Linked DNA regions of Mus musculus: regions 1 and 3 are each linked to region 2. A link is a contact called in public capture Hi-C and promoter capture Hi-C data. All regions are on one chromosome and are shown on one strand. The core of a region is the stretch at or near the end of the contact, and the rest is flanking DNA. Distances in the headings are between cores, read along the strand shown.

Evidence for each region. Promoter capture Hi-C pulls out the DNA fragments that hold promoters and counts their contacts. Capture Hi-C pulls out chosen DNA fragments and counts their contacts.
Region 1: a contact with region 2 is called in a promoter capture Hi-C map of liver, with 5 times the contacts expected there. The contact joins the promoter of Ovgp1 here to the promoter of Cd53 in region 2. A contact is called at or near these places in 6 of 39 promoter capture datasets (hippocampal neurons, liver, neural stem cells and 2 more), 2 of 115 datasets of contacts at active chromatin or transcription factors (memory CD8 T cells and regulatory T cell precursor) and 1 of 9 other capture datasets (macrophages).
Region 3: a capture Hi-C map of macrophages shows a contact between it and region 2, with 6 times the contacts expected there. The contact joins the promoter of Adora3 here to the promoter of Cd53 in region 2. A contact is called at or near these places in 2 of 39 promoter capture datasets (the C10 cell line and pre-B cells), 4 of 484 Hi-C or Micro-C datasets (B cells, CD4 T cells, CD8 T cells and 1 more), 5 of 115 datasets of contacts at active chromatin or transcription factors (bone marrow-derived dendritic cells, effector CD8 T cells, memory CD8 T cells and 2 more) and 1 of 9 other capture datasets (macrophages).

Annotation. Positions count from the first base shown.
Region 1 is chr3:105,971,517-105,975,255 of GRCm38.p6, forward strand. It overlaps Ovgp1 (oviductal glycoprotein 1), which reads left to right and starts at 2,286. Exons shown (of 11, transcript NM_007696.2): 1 at 2,286-2,324; 2 at 2,897-2,926; 3 at 3,323-3,527. The coding sequence starts at 2,300.
Region 2 is chr3:106,788,241-106,792,158 of GRCm38.p6, forward strand. Cd53 (CD53 antigen) reads right to left here and starts at 1,909. Exons shown (of 8, transcript NM_007651.3): 1 at 1,727-1,909.
Region 3 is chr3:105,902,092-105,905,767 of GRCm38.p6, forward strand. Adora3 (adenosine A3 receptor) reads left to right here and starts at 2,330. Exons shown (of 2, transcript NM_009631.4): 1 at 2,330-3,061. The coding sequence starts at 2,709. All of the region lies in intron 1 of Tmigd3 (transmembrane and immunoglobulin domain containing 3), which reads left to right.

The DNA.
Region 1 (3,739 bases), core at 1,036-3,535, 820 kb before region 2:
CATGACTGTAAGCACACCACAGCATCAGTAATAGTGTCAGGTCTTGGAGCTTCCTGTTGAGATGGATCCCAAGTTGGGCTGGTCACTGTTACCAACCCTCAGTCAAAAATTCTGACCCAGAATTGTTCCTGTCTAAACTGCAGCTACAAAACTGGAGAAGAAATGTCAATATTCTTGAGAATTTTGTAGTATTTACGCAACTGATTAAAGCATGTTTCCACAATTTATTCACAATGTCTCCAAAGTTTGAGTCAAATGTTTTACTGAAACCAAAGCACTACACGATTGTGTTTCTGCCTTCATCTCCATTAGTTTAATGAAATATGAGGAGTCATGATGCCTTGGGGAAGTTTTCAGTTATCCAAGTAAGATATATTAGTATTTTCCCCCCATAAGAATAGGCTAAATGCTAAGAAATATTTTCTAAATGCCAGTAGATGTGTGACATTCGCATCAGCTGTCCCCCCGCCACCCAAGGCCTGAAGGAACAAGATTGTGAACAGACAGAGCACACTGATTTGCAGTGTAATCCCCATTTAACATGACAATTCTCAACCACTGTGCATACAGAATCAGAGCTGCCAGCTTTGGGGTATGGTCACCCCTGAATTAGTCAGAGGTCATTCCTGTTCTGTCTTGGCTTTCTTGGCACCATATACCTCTGCATGTGGAGAGGTTAGGTACAGATTGGCAGGCAGATTACATTGAGAGCTAGTGCTCCTGGCAGCAGTGTAGTGGGGCACCTCGGTCATGCAGAAAGTCTCAGAAGTAGAGACCAGCATTTTATGTCAAGGTTTTAAAAGAAAACCAGCAGCGCCTCAGGCCATGAGTTAGAGGGACCCTGACAACATTGAGGCTCCAGAAATCAGATGTACCAATAGTTTATAGATCCGGTTGCAAAGTCATAGACCCAGTAACAAGAACTGGAGCACAGGAATGGTGACTGGGATGCAAGAGGAGCATGCATGGTCATTAGAGTGAAAAGGCATTAGGCGTCATTAAGCCAATGCTACTAGGTGTTGCCAATCCTGACTTATGTTGGCCTTGGGGGTACTTGCTGATTTAGGTCAAAAGTGGGATGTGGGAATGGATGGTACACGAAACAGATAGGACGAATGGGGCCCCAGGGATGGTACGTGCAGGAAGGGGCTCTAGGGTCTGTTCGATAATAAAGCCCACACTCACACACCCATGTTCTACATATTTTGTCTTTGTTCTTTGGTACCCAAATAAACTACTGGTTTAAAAATTATGAGGTTTCTTGCTTATTTCATCCCACAAATGAAGGACAAATGTTCAACAGATTTGACCACTGGGCACTGTTTTCCTTTCTCCTCCATTGCCCTGAGATCTGCTTAGTACCCCCTATTATAGATGCTCCATGTACAGCAGCATCTGTCTTAGAGAGGCTACACAGTCTGAGGCCATCTGGAACAGAGAAAGAAAACCAATGAATCAAAGATACCTGATTTATGCTTTAAAAAAACAAAAACTTTTCATGATTGTAGAGTTTCTTTAAAATTGGTTCTTGGGTATTCATATACCTGAGGCTCAGGTCACCTCATAGTTGGCTCATATGTTCGCCCAGTAGACACTGGGTCTGAACTCTGTCATGTAGAAAACATATAAAATGCTGTTTTAGTGTGTTTACTTCACCTGTTCAGAAGTGTCAGTATTTGCTTTTGAGCATCCTGCTCTTTTGAGCAACTTGCTAATGACATCTGTAAGTAATTAAACTTATATTTTATGCAAACCATAGTCTTCACATCTCTTTAGTTTTCATAAATTCCTTCGAAGTAAGAACAAACTATATGTGGGAAACAGGCTTTCTTTTATGTGTGGAAACTTTGGGGCTCAGTAACTCATCCAAAACTATAAAACTTCCTAAATAGCCAAAAGCCTTAGTCCAAAGCCAAAGCTTTGAAACTTTCTGATACAGTTTTCCTGATAATCTTGTATAGACTTCATCATGTCCTAGGTCTCCTCCATCTCAACTGCAGAGCTGGATACCAGGAAATGGGACTGATTGCCAGACAAGTCTCAGGGCTACTGCATTTGTTTTTGTTATAGCCTGTGGTGAATACTCACTCCCTGCTAGTGTCAGGTCAGGGATATTGATTTGTTGGCTCTGAGAACTACAGCTGTTCTGGAGAGAGAGTTCAAGTTGTCAGCGGTCATTGTGACTCTTGAATCATTGTTTCTGGCGTGGTGCTTACGTGTAGCTGACTCCATGCTGCAGGTGAGCCAACTCCTATTAAAGAGTCTTGAGCTTCATCACCAGAGCTACCAGGCAGTTGAGATGGGGAGGCTGCTGCTGCTGGCTGGTGAGTGTGACAGAGCCTAGCAATGACATAGTCCAGGAGATAGCAGTTTGTCTTGTCTCTAGTGCCTAGCAGAGAAACCTGGGGCTTAGGGAGCTGGATTATGTGAATGTGGGGTAGAAAAGAAAAGAAAGGCACCTGTGGAGGAAGGGGCTGGGCAGTAGTTCTCCAACCTGGTGGTTTTCATGCTTGGGCTTCATCTTGGACCAGTTAATTTGAAATTTCTGATGAGAGGGCTATGATGTGTATGTGCGCACGTGCGCGTGTGTGTACGTACTTTTGAATTTGTAGCCAGAATTGAGAATCACTGGCCGAGAGCTTTAGCACACACTTCTAACCATCATTGTCCCTATGCAAAGCAGGTACATGTAGCATGCGATGTGCTTTAGAAAAGGAGCTTAGACTAGTTCCACTCTGTTAGCTTTGGAGGAGAGGAAACCAGTGACTGATGCATGTCTCTATTTGTGTGTCTACATGTGTACATGGTGCTGAGCTGGAGAGGGCACTTGCTAACTGGAGGGTGTGTGGAGTGTGCACTCTGCATGTGTGTATATGAATTTCTTCATTTCCTGCAGGGCTGGTTCTTCTGATGAAACACAGTGATGGTGAGGAAACCACTTCTCCTCCAGAGCCAGGGAGATTCTCTGGCTAGGAAATCTCTATTCAGCGTCTCCTGAACCTCTGCCTGTCATGGCTCCTTGGCCAGAGGTTATTAATCCAATACAATCCAACACAGGACTCTGGTTATTTGCTGTTTGTATGTATCCTTATGTGCCAGGATCTACTCTCATGAGGCATTCTTTCTTCTCTGGAGCCTCAGCAAAAGGTCAGGATGTCTGGGGGCATGCATAAGCAGCTTTGGTGTATGTTTACGGGGGATATGGAGGCTGTTACAGTGGCCTGGTCTCTGATTAGGCTTGTTGACTCACTCTACTGTCAAGAATCTGAGTTCCCTTCTTGCCCCATGATCTCTGCTGATTAATACTTGCTCTTCTTGCCAGGTACTGCCTACAAACTGGTGTGCTATTTCACCAATTGGGCACATAGTCGGCCAGGCCCTGCCTCCATCATGCCCCATGACCTGGACCCCTTTCTTTGTACGCATCTGATATTTGCCTTTGCCTCAATGAGCAACAATCAGATTGTGGCCAAGAATCTGCAGGATGAAAACGTTCTCTATCCAGAGTTCAACAAACTCAAGGAAAGGTATGTTAGATGTGTACTTGAGTTCTCAGATTTTATAGCTTGAAGGAGATTATGCCCACAACTCTTATTACTCTTAAAATTTCCTGGTTTTTCTAATTCAATTTTCCCTCAAATGGGGATCTGAGTACCTCTGACATAAGAGCTCTCCATTGACCTGAGCTCCTCCTTGCCTTGATGACTTGGTAGTGTTGCCTCTTCCTGAGTGTCTTCAC
Region 2 (3,918 bases), core at 659-3,158:
TGTAGTGCCTTGTAACTGGAAATGTTAATGGTTCCAGTCTCTATAATACATTCATAGTAGTCTTCTCTCTGAGGGAGTCTTTGGAAAACTCCTGAACTCCTGTATATTGTGTGCACTCTCCCTACTTTATAGAAAAGAGCATATTATTTTGTGTTATGTGTGTCCTAATATCTGCCCTCCATGGTAATCTCTTTGTGATTGACAACCACATCCGTTAACTTTGTGTTTCTAGAACCTGAGCACAGTGCCTGGCTGTTGGGACATTGCAGGGTAGTGGGGAATGAGGAAGCTAAGCACTAGTCTGAGGCTTCTAGGCAGTCAGAGGACATAGAAGATATCAAAACAACAGAGGTTTTCCTTTATATATTTGCCTCTTGCTAACAAAAAACTTGAAATCCTTTGAGTGGTAGTGAGGTAGTTGTGTTGGCCTAGGCTGTGAATCACTTCCTGTGAGCATAAAGATAAGCAAACATCATATCTAAAAGCAAAATAACCTTAACTGGCCCACACAGGAAACCACATTTCAGTTTGGCATCTGCTCTTAATCAACCAGTTTCAAAGCAGTGAAGATTTGGATCGAGATTGAGAAAGCAAAACATTGCTCACACAGCAGATAAAATTCTTCTCTGGCTCAATCTTCTAATAGATATGATTACCAAGAAAAGCTCCTCATGGAAAAAACTATTACTGGGCAAATTCTCCATTCTTCTTCATTTCTCCTCTGTATCAACAGTATACTGTCAGACATCAAAGGGTGCCTAACCCATGGTTTTTAACTTAGTTCACTTAGGTCACTATTTATAAACATAAGGTTTAGTAGCCTCTGAGGGTGGCTCTGACAAGCTGCAACTAACTCCCAATCATCTCCCTTGAATTTTAGGTGAGAAAATGTGGACATGGATACTTTACTTTCTCCCTTTTAGATTATAATCAAATGAGCTCTTCACAGCTCTTGGACCAAGAAAGACCTGATACAGACATTTTGTATTGACCAAAGCTTGACTATCATTTTGCTGAATACTTACACCCTAGAATGGCTTGCAAGTTGGAAACTATTACTGTATCAAGTTATGTGGGTTTCCTCTCTGCTGCACATTTTATGTGAAATTTGTCAATGTTCAAGCTTTGTGTATCACAGACCATTTAAAGTGAAGAAAGAAGCCCTTCAGATCACAATGTTTACCTTCCCCCAAACTAAGCCATAGGAATAAAATACATGAAGTACATTGCAGAACACCTATGTTGCAGGTTTTTTGTATCTATCTTATATCAAAACATGACATTCTCAGCACTAACTTTCCTTTAAAATGTTTTCAAACAAAGACAACATGTCTTCTGGCTACTGTTCTAAATCACTCTGGTTATGATTTTCCTCCCTGCTCTAAAATGAAACTTCAAGTTTTTGAAGAAAAAACAACATAGAAGATCTCCCCAATTTCATCTCATCTCACCTCAAAAACTTCAAGCATTAGAAACCACCATATACAGTAAGCAATTCAAGTGGCATAATAATGTAAGCTTATGAATACTTAGGCCCAAAGAGATATCAGAAAATAAAACACCAATTAAATCAAAGTATTTCTAGCCCAGTTGCCTAAGGGAAGTGCTGATCTAAATATTTGTAAACACATCACATTTTAAAGTTACTAAAGGGATGTGTGGAGACTCTCAAAATGCTATGTGCCTTATTAGCTGATTTAGAGCTGTTAAAAGTCATAAATCTTACCTTTTGAAGGCAGTGTCCCTCAGTACTTCAGGTAGAATTCACTGATTATCTTTTAGGTGGCCAGCACAGCCTGTAACCCAGAAGTCTATGTCTATTTGTGTAAAAGGAGAAGTGAAGAGAGAAAAAATACAATCATGCTGTGACGACAGGAAACCCAAGCGAGAAGAGTGAGGAAGTGAGACTGAGTGTTCTCTCTTAGGCTCAGATAGTCAACTGTTCCTCAGTGAACTTGCAGAGGCTTCCACTCCCAGCCTATTCTAAGCTGGTTTCTGGAAGCTAAAGAAGGTCTGACACACCAATCTGAGTTCTGGTGAACTTTACAGTAATTTGAGTGATATTTCCTGGCCATAGAACAGTGCTTCTCAATTGAAGCAGCAACTACAAAATACCCGTGGGTCTGTTTCTGTGTATGTGTCCCCACCGTTTGACCACAAACTATACTACTAAACCATACTGACCAAGCCAGCATGGTACTGGAATGAAACCATACTTGTAGATCAATATAGCATAGTAGAGGACACAGAGATAAACTTGTGTAGGATTGAATATCTACTTTTGGACAAAGGTGTATCAAAACATGAACTAGAAAAACAAAAATGCAGCTGGAGAGATCGCTCAGCAGTTAAGAGCACTGACTGCTCTTCCAGAAGTCCTGAGTTTAATTCCCAGCAGCCACATGGTGGCTCACAACCATCTATAAATGGGATCTAATGCCCTCTTCTGGTGTGCCTGAAGACAGCTACAGTATATACATATACATATACATATACATATACATTATACATATACACACACATACACATACACATACACATACACATACACATACACATATACATATACATATACATATACATAATAAGTAAACAAATCTTGTTTAAAAAAAAACTATCTTGGGTATTCTAGGTTTCTGGGCTAATATCCACTTATCAGTGAGTGCATATCAAAGGATTTCTTTTGTGATTGGGTTATCTCACTCAGGGTGATACTCCAGATCCATCCATTTGCCCAAGAATTTCATAAATTCATTGTTTTTAAAAGCTGAGTAGTGCTCCATTGTGTAAATGTACCATATTTTCTGTATCCATTCCTCTGTTTAGGGACATCTGGGTTCTTTTCAGCTTCTGGCTATTATAAATAGGTCTGCTATGAACATAGTGGACCATGTGTCCTTTTTACCAGTTAGAACATCTTCTGGGTATATGCCCAGGAGAGGTATTGCTAGATCTACTGGTAGTACTATGTCCAGTTTTCTGAAGAACCGCCAAACTGATTTCCAGAGTGGTTGTACCAGTTTGCAATCCCACCAGCAATGGAGGAGTGTTCATCTTTCTCCACATCCTCCCCAGCATCTGCTGTCACATGAATTTTTGATCCTAGCCATTCTGACTGGTGTGAGATGGAATCTCAGGGTTCTTTTGATTTGCATTTCTCTGATGATTAAGAATGTTGAATATTTTTTCAAGTGCTTCTCAGCCCTTCCATATTCCTCAGTCAAAAATTCTTTGTTTAGTTCTGTAACCCATTTTTAATGGGGTTATTTGAATTTCTAGAGTTCAGCTTAGTGAGCTCTTTGTATATAATGGATATTAGTCCCATATCAGATTTAGGATTGGTAAAAATTCTTTCCCAATCTGTTGGTGGCCTTTTTGTCTTATTGACAATATCTTTTGCCCTATAGAAGCTTTGCAATTTTATGAGGTCCCATTTGTCGATTCTTGATCTTACAGCACAAGCCATTGCTGTTCTGTTTAGGAATTTTTCCCCCGTGCCCATATCTTCGAGGGTTTTCTGCACTTTCTCCTCTATAAATTTCACAACTTCCAAAACACAAGAAAATCAAGAAGGAAGACCAACGCATGGATAATTCATTCCTCCCTAGAATAAGGAATAAAATATCCATGGAAAGAGTTGCAGAGACAAAGTTTGGAGCTAAGACGAAAGGATGGATCATCCAGAGACTGCCCCACTTGGGGCCCATCCCAGAATCAGCCACCAAACGCAGACACTTCTGCAAAATTTTGCTGAAAGGACCCTGATATAGCTGTCTCCTGTGAGGCTTTGCCAGTGCCTGGCAAATACAGAAATGGATGCTCACAGTCATCTATAGGATGGAACACAGGGCCCCCAACGTAGGAGCTAGAAAAAGTACCCAAAAGCTGAAGGAGTCTGGAACCCTATAGGTGGAACAA
Region 3 (3,676 bases), core at 1,080-3,579, 890 kb before region 2:
GTAGGAGGCTGTTAGGGTGGCATGGTGGATCCACATGAGGGAGAGGTGGTGTCTTAGTTAGGGTTTTATTGCTGGGAACAGACACTATGACCAAGGCAAGTCTTATAAAAGACAACATTTAATGGGGCTGGCTTCCAGGTTCAGAGGTTCAGTCCATTATCAAGGTGGGATCATGGCAGCATCCAGGCAGGCATGGTACAAGAGAAGCTGAGAGTTCTACATCTTCATCTGAAGGTTTCTAGCAGAATATTGGCTTCCAGGGAGTAAGGATGAGGGTCTTAAAGCCCACACTCACCGTGACATACCTACTCCAAAAGGGCCACACCTTCTAATAGTGCCACTCCCTGGGCCAAGCATATCCAAACCATCACAGGTGGTATAGGAAGTTTTCTTCAAGGTCCTGTTAGAGAACTGCCTCGAGGGGAGCCTTTTTATTTTCTAGGTGGGGGCAAGGAAGAGATCCTGCTAGACCTAGTGAGTGTGCACAGGCGAAGAAGTGAAAGGGAATTTCGGAGCCAGGAATTGCTGGGAGCTGTGGGCTTATGGCTTCGGTGAAAGAAGCAGATGGCAGGAGCCTGAACAGGCTCAAACCCCACTAACCTGGGAATCATAACGAAAGCTATTATCAGGAACCAGGACCTGGTAACAGAAGATGTGAGAGACTGGGTCCATGGGTACCAGTGAGGTAACAGGTGTGTGAGGTGGCTGTCTATCCTGGTCTCTCTGCCCCCTCTCCTGGATTGCCTTTTGGATTTCAATCCCCAGTGAACAGATATTTAGCATGGTCATAAGACAAGCTAGTGAGGGAATATGGAAACTTCTCTTCCACCCCTCAAACTCGCCCTTGAACACTGGTGCTCTCTGTTTATTCAGAAAACAAAAAAGAACGGACATTTCTCCTTCGAAGAGAAGAAGCACCCAAGGCATCGCAGAAACCTCTGGGAGTAACATAATCCTGGGTGGGAAGCCGTGGTGGTTATGGTCCTCTGGAAGAGCATCCACTGCTCTTTATAGCTGAGCCATCGCTCCAGCCTGTCCACCTTGCTTTTCAATGTAACAAAACATGGACCGTCACCTTGTTTCTGTTGTTGTTAATGTAGAAGCTGCCCGTTTCCTGACCAACAAGCCTTAAATAGAGAAGAAAGCTTGATCTCCTGTCCTGCCTCTCTGTCTGTGGCAAATGATGGAGATTTTTCTAGGAACCAACAAAGCGAGATTGCAATTGCTTTTTGTTAAGGAAGACTCTTTCTTGCCTCTTGGTAGAAATTGCTTTCTGTAACTTCCCCTCTGAAGAGGACAGAAAGAAGGCAGTTACAGCAGAAGTAAGAGGAAAGGCCACTCGGGGGGCTGATGAAACGTAAAACAACAAACAAACAAAAAACAAAAACAAAAACAAAACAAAATAAAACACCCCACGTAAACACCAGGGCTGGAGAGAAGACTCAGTGGATAAGTGTGCCTGCTGCTCTTGCACTGTGTGTGTGTGTGTGTGTATGTGTGTGTGTGTGTGTGTGTGTGTGTGTGTGAGTGTGTGTGTGTGTGTGAGTGTGTGTGTGTGTGTGTGTGTGTGTGTGTGTAAAAATTGTTTTCAGTTTTGTCCCTGAGTGTCCTGAATTTTTTAGGTAGATCTGAGTGCCCTTAAACTCACAAAGATCTGCCTGCCTCTGTCTCCCCAGTCCTGGGATTAAAGTGTGCATCACAATTGTCTCTATCACAAGATCTTTGTGTTAAGCAGGCTGAGGGTGGAAATATTACATGATTAGTGTTTCCACCTCTTCTACCCAATCCTACCCACAGCTCATCTGGTCCCTGAATGATCTCTAGTTTCTCCCCACCACTTGTGTGTGTGTGTGTGTGTGTGTGTGTGTTGTATATCAGTTGTGGTGGGGGCAGTACTCAGAGCCTGATGCCAGCCAATCATTCTACTTCTGAAATATATCTTTGGCTCCCCACATCCTGACTTTTGAGTGTTGGTTCTTTCTTTTTCTTTCTTTCTTTCTTTCTTTCTTTCTTTCTTTCTTTCTTTCTTTCTTTCTTTCTTTCTTTCATTGGTTTGGATTTTTGTTTTGTTTTGTTTTTTGAGACACTGGGTTACTTAGGCTGGCCTTAACACAGTAACCAAGGCAGGGCTTGAACCTGTAATCCCACTGCCTTAGCCTTCCCTGTAGCTGAAACTGTCAGCTGTCACTAACAGACCCTGTCTCTAATCTCCTCTTGGAGCTGCCTCCATGTGACTCAGGCCAGCCTCCTGTGCTCTTTCCATCCTTTTTTTTCTTCTTCTTCTTCAGAGGGTTCCTGTACTTCCTCTTGGACTATCTCACTTCTTGAAACACTCTAAAGAGGAGTGCTTATCTTGATGGAGCTCGAAAGTTCTCTGGGGCCCAGGGGACAGCAGAAGCCCTGACTCTGTTTGCCTGGGGAAGTAAGAACGGTGGCCCTCTCGGATTTGGCTGCAGAGACCTGCATCCTCCAGGTTAATGGGAAGGCAGGGATAAGCGGCTGAGGTTGATGGTCCTGTAACAGGCCCTTTCTGAGAAGAGTCTCTAAGAGAGAGTCATACCGGAAGGAATGAGCAAGTTGTGAGTTCTCTGGACTGTTGTGACATTCTAACTTCTGGGCAGAAGTCTGACAAGAGCTGGGTCCACTGGCCCATACACAACCTGCTGAAGAGCCACGGAAGCTTCCGCCTGAAGCTTTTCTGAGACAGCATGGAAGCCGACAACACCACGGAGACGGACTGGCTGAACATCACCTACATCACCATGGAGGCTGCCATCGGGCTCTGTGCCGTTGTGGGCAACATGCTGGTCATCTGGGTGGTCAAGCTGAACCCCACTCTGAGGACCACCACGTTCTATTTCATTGTCTCCCTAGCACTGGCTGACATTGCCGTTGGGGTGCTGGTCACACCTTTGGCCATTGCTGTCAGCCTGCAAGTCAAGATGCACTTCTATGCCTGCCTTTTCATGTCCTGTGTGCTGCTGATCTTCACCCATGCTTCCATCATGTCCTTGCTGGCCATTGCTGTAGACCGATACCTGCGGGTCAAGCTGACAGTCAGGTAACAGGGTTGACGAAGGGGTGGATTAGAGAGAAGGCTGGAGAGTAGAGCTACCAAGTTTGGCTCCCAGACCCCTTTCGTAGAAATGAGTCAAACTGACCCTTGAAATTTACAAAGGGCAGTGAATATCTTTGCACCACATGGTTTGTGAAGACATTAGACATGAAGAGCTGAGACAGGAATAGGAAACGAGGGTGCTCTGTGCCCTTCTCCATTGAACATGGGCATCTGCTTTCTGGCCAGGGTAGCCAAAGATGATGAAAATGTGATGTATCTTTTAGTTAAAAAAAGAATCTGATCTCAAGTTTTCAAAGTGACATTGACCTACTAGATAGGATATCTTGTTTTAGGAGAAGGGGAAGACAGGCATAAGAGATAAGTAGATGGGGGTGTGGCTTTGAAGATGTAGGGTAGATCTTAACATGGCTTCTGTCTTAGTCTGTTGAAAACGGATTCTTAGGATGCAGTTTGTTCTCTTAATGAAATGTAAAACCCCCTTGAGACAAGGATGTTCTTGTTTGCAAAATGGTAGTATCATTTTCTGTGCAAAGAGGACAGTCCAATGAGAAACTACATTCCCAGGTTTCTTCTGGTTTCTCTTGGGGGAAGAATATA